2 separate regions of the Gossypium hirsutum genome follow, and region 2 is linked to region 1. The links are chromatin contacts, called in public Hi-C maps. All regions are on one chromosome and are shown on one strand. Each heading gives the region's core, a stretch centred on a gene start, on an enhancer-like site or on the middle of the called end of the contact. The rest is flanking DNA. Distances are from core to core; before and after follow the strand shown.

Evidence for each region. Hi-C and Micro-C count contacts between places; a contact is called where the count stands out from the background.
Region 2: a contact with region 1 is called in a Hi-C map of leaf, with 2.9 times the contacts expected there. The contact joins the promoter of LOC107959957 here to the promoter of LOC107892539 in region 1. A contact is called at or near these places in 6 of 34 Hi-C or Micro-C datasets (callus, leaf and seedling).

Annotation. Positions count from the first base shown.
Region 1 is chrA05:72,517,452-72,519,998 of Gossypium_hirsutum_v2.1, forward strand. LOC107892539 reads left to right here and starts at 1,274. Exons shown (of 2, transcript XM_016817612.2): 1 at 1,274-1,945; 2 at 2,428-2,547. The coding sequence starts at 1,407.
Region 2 is chrA05:72,681,366-72,683,912 of Gossypium_hirsutum_v2.1, forward strand. It overlaps LOC107959957, which reads left to right and starts at 1,283. Exons shown (of 4, transcript XM_016896136.2): 1 at 1,283-2,184; 2 at 2,281-2,477. The coding sequence starts at 1,503.

The DNA.
Region 1 (2,547 bases), core at 24-2,523:
CTAAGACTATGAGGGATACGGGGCCTTCTAGCTCTGTTCAGCGACCTAAGAAACGGGCCAGGTTTGATGGGCCTCCACAGGTTGAGGCACCAGCTGCTGTTACTAAGACTCGTGTTTGTGGAGATAGTGGTAGGCACCATCCGAGCGAATGTTAGAAAAGGTTGGGAGCTTGTCTAGGATGCGGGTCTATATATAGGTAATCGTGCAAGTTTAATCTTCCTTCAACATTTTTTTCATAATTTCATATTTTTAAAATATATTTTAGAGTTTTATAAATTTTTAATAATTTTTTATTCTAAATATTTTTTAAAAAAGAATTTTCGAATGATAAAGTATTGTGGGGTTATCATTTGACATATGACAAATAATGAATGGCTATAGATATTTTTATAAGATAGAAAGAATTAGAGTTAAAATGCAAAATTTCACCATGCTACCCGGAAGTATTAAAATTTATCACTTTACTTTATTCTGTCTAATATTGGCCCTATTAATTTGAGAATATGGTTAAAATTTTCAAATGAATTTTATGTGATTGAGTTTTATCATTAAAATTTGAATTTTGTTGAATTTTACCACTAATGTTGTTTTTTAATTAAATTTTACATTGATTTTGATGATTTTAAAATGAATTTTAACAAGAAAATTAATTTTAAATATTTTATTTTAATAATTAACAATAAGCTAATTTATAAAATATTAAAAACTATTAAATTAACTTAAATTTTTTATTTAATAAAGAAATACTTGAAAATAAAATAAAAATAAAAACAGAATAAGTTTACTTTTTTATATATAAATCATTGTTTTTTCTATTATTATTTTTATTTTTAAGTATAATATTAATTTTATTAAAATTTCACTTCAAATTCTTTTAAATTAAAATTAAATAATAAAAATCAATTAAAAATAAAATTTTAGTAACAAACTTTAATGAAATAAAAGCAAAGTGACAAAATTAAAAATAAAGTTAAAACATAATGGTAAATTATATTAAGCTCAAAAGTATAATGTCAAATACTAATAAAAAATCAGTACAGAAAAATTGAAGTAGTTAAAAAATCGATTAAATTATTTTTTTAATATTAAAAAAAATTTTTAATTAAACCAACTAGAATGTTCAGACCGATAAATTGATGGCCTGACCAATTTAGTCAACGGTCTGATTTTAAAAATATTGGTCAATATTATAAAATGTTATGTCCTCATTTGGGAAAAGAACCTGGAGGACCAGAACGAATAAAAGGCATACTTTAGGACTAAATGATGCATTAAGGCATTAAAGAAAAATCTCTAATTGATTGTATCAATCTCACAAAGTCACAATGCTCCCCTTCCTCTCTAAAACCCCTTCATTAATGGGGGCAAAAAACAAAGTTCCAATAGCCCCAATTTCGTAGTTTAGAATGGCTACTGTATCACCAGCAATTGCAACTTCGCCACAGCCATTATCATTCTATTTGAAGAAAACCCATCTCAATATCTTACCCTCCCATTTACATGGCCCTACTGCTCGAAGCAATGACCTCTTTTTAAGGTCAAAATTTCAAAACCGGAAGTATTTTCCAATTCCTTCGACCCGAATTAAAGCTTCCTCAAATGGGTTTCTTGATTCAGCTCATACAAGCAAAGAAGATGAAATATTGCCTTCTTTTGAGGAGGCTCCAGTGAAAATCCTCTGCTGGGTTGTCTTCTGGGCTTCTTTGTCTCTTGTTTGGTACGCTGCTTCTGGGGACGCTAAAGCGGCTACTGTTGCTGCCGACTCCATTAGAGCTTCAAGCTTTGGCCTCAAGATTGCCAATGCGTTGCGTGGCTTGGGTTGGCCTGATGAGGCCGTGGTTTTCACTCTTGCAACGCTTCCTATTCTTGAGCTTCGGGGAGCTATTCCTCTTGGTTACTGGATGCAACTCAAGCCTACACTCCTGACAATATTATCTATTCTTGGGTTAGCTTTATTTTCTTTTTCGTTAATTGAGGATCTTTCAAGTCTTTAGTTCATTATAGCTTCATGTTTATAGAGTTGAGCTTAATTGTTGTGAAAGATTTTGTTTTGACCAGTTTGCTTATGGAAAATTTTGCTTCAATAGTTTCCATAGAATGCATACTTGTCACTGAAATTTTAAGTCAAGGTAGCATTTTTTTGTTTTTTGTTTTTAATAATACTGAAAGTTATTCATAGGGATGTAAAATAGGCAAATATGCTGGTAAGCTATTTGGGTTAGTTTAAAGAGTAAAATTTATATTTGGTTTGATTACTCTGAAGTCAAGCTTGAGCAATTTGAGATATTGAACGAGCTAATTTTACTATTCTAATGCATGTGCTTGAGTGTACTAAAAATTAACAATTAATTTCTTATGCATAATTGTTCTGGGAAATTAAATAAGCTGATGATAATTTTTTTTTCTAAAAGTAACATTAAACTGCAGGAATATGGTTCCAGTGCCATTCATTGTACTTTACCTGAAAAGATTTACTACATTTCTTGCTGGGAAAAACCAGTTTGCATCTCAGTTACTTAACAGTCTCTTTGAGAGAGCCAGACAGAA
Region 2 (2,547 bases), core at 33-2,532, 160 kb after region 1:
ATTATATTAATTATTTAAATGATATTTAAAATTTATATTTTATATATTATATTAAAATATTATATAAATTAATTAAATTTTACTTTCAAACATATGTCTGAAAACAACATTTTAATTTATCACTATAATTTTTTACAACAATAACAGGCATTTGAAATGATCAAATCACACTTTTTTCACAGTATTTTTTCCGCCAGTACTTTCTAAATGTATTTTTAAAACAACAATGGATAAATAAGTCATACTGGATTTAGAATTTAAAATTTTAAAAATTATGATTTTATAGAAATGACTACATTATGATTTAAGGTTGGGTAAGATTTAAAATTTAAGGTTTGAAGTTTATGATTATAATTGTTCATGGGTCGGGTCAAATTGGATAATAAAATTTTAAGCTTGATTAATAGTTTCAAGCTTGGATAGACTTGAAAAATGGGTCTAAATTTTTGCTAAAATTCGATTCAGATAAAAATATTAAAGCTTAGGTCCAACTTTACCCACCCATATTAAAATTTGCTTATTTTATTTTTATATAAAAATTTAAAAAATATTATACATCAAAAACACTACAAACATTAAAATAAATGTTTTCCAATAAATTAAAAATAAATTAATAACATAATAGTGAAATGAGAGCAAAACAGTGAGAAAACTGTAGCAAAACAATAGTTTTTTCTTTTTGAAAATTCGGGTCAAGCTGTGCCTGAGTCAAAAACCCTTATCTAAGGTCTGATCTATTTTTTAAACGGGCTTTATTTTTTTGTCCAATCTCATTATTCAAGCCTATATTTTTACTCAAATCATTCTACTTTTCGAACTAATTTTTAAAGCTCGACCCATGGACAAATTTATTTATAATATAAGATTTATTATTTAAGGTTTTAAAATATAAAATTTTAAGGTCTAGTTTTATAGTTTTTAATATATATTAATTTTATTAAAACTCAATCCCAAATTTAAGTTTGAAAAGAAAAATATCATAAACAAAGGAAATTTGGTATTTGTTAGCGTTGGAAAAGTAGTAATTACTGTTAATTTGGTGTCTTATGATGTATTTTATTATTATTATATTTTAAAAAAATTAATAATAATTTTAATTTGAGCGGAATAATAGTTAAAATTTTTATTAAATATTATAAAAATAAAAATTAATATTTTAGAATATAATATTATTAAATACTTAAAAATGACTTTTTAAGGTAAACTCTTAGTAAATAAAAAAATAAAAAAATCCGAAGTTAAACTGTTGATATTTCTATTTTATTTTCTCATCGTTTATCTATTTTATTATTATTTTGTTGTAACTATTACTATTACTTGAACCAGTGGTTTACCCAAAAAAGCCTACATCAAAATCATTCACTTTCCTTTTCTTTTCCAAAAATCTCTTATCCCGCCGCCCACTACCACTACCACCACCACCACCAGCGCCACCACCTCCCAGTGGTGCTCTTCCAAACAGCGATCAGCCACCACCACAGTCAACCGCAAAAACCCCTCAAATGGCGACCGCTGCAGCAACAACAACAGTTGCCTCCGACACAATAACCACCACTTCCTCCGACGGTCCAGTCCTTAGCCTCATCAACAAACGCATCCGTGCCTTACGCAAGAAATACAACCGCATCCTCCAGATGGAAGAATCCGTCTCCCAGGGCAAACCCTTAAACAAAGAACAAGAAGAAGTCCTACGTTCAAAACCCTCCGTCTCCGCCCTCATCGACGAACTCGAGAAGCTTCGCCACCCTCTCTCCTCCGCCGTCTCTGAAGAAATCTCACTCGCTTTACAGCGTCAAACCATTTCCGCGGAAGAAACTACCTCGGAAGCCCAACAACAGCAGCAGCCGCCCAATGAGCCCGATCATGCTGTTGAAGATCTCCTCAACCTGCTCTATTTCGGGTCGTTGTTCGATGTAAAGTCTCAGAATGATTTCACTTCGATGATGTTGACTCGGACGCACGAGAGGGGCTGTTGCCTGACTTACGATTATGTCACCGACGACGCTACCGATCTGCTTAGCGAGAAAGATTTGGATTCCATTTCGACGCTGAGTGCACTATTGACTTCACGCTCTGCTGATTCCAGTTTGTCTCACAAGAACGCTTTGCACCGTTGCCTCCACCATGCTAAGCTTTGGCTTTCCAACTCTGACCGGCCCATTGACCCCAATGCCGACGTCTCCTGTAATAAAGCACTCCATTTGTTTTTTTTTTGGGGGGGGGGGCTTTCTATTTTTAAGTTTCTAGGTTTTCTAACTTGGGCAGTTCTTTTTGTTTCAGATGCTGGGTTGAGAGAGAGGCTTAACAAGATTATGGCTTTGGATTACTTTACGACGACGCCGGAGATGAAGGCTCCAGTTGAAGTGGTTGCAGCTGCTGCTGCTGGGACTTATACCACTTTCCAGGTTCCAGTGCAGAGTGTGCCCATTTCTGTGCCTCTTCAGGTGGAAGATTCTGTCGGGCAGTATCAGCAAAAGGTATTAACTTTGTTCTAGCTTAAGAAGAGTAAAGAGTTTGGTTATTGGATTTAACTTTGCATTTTATTTC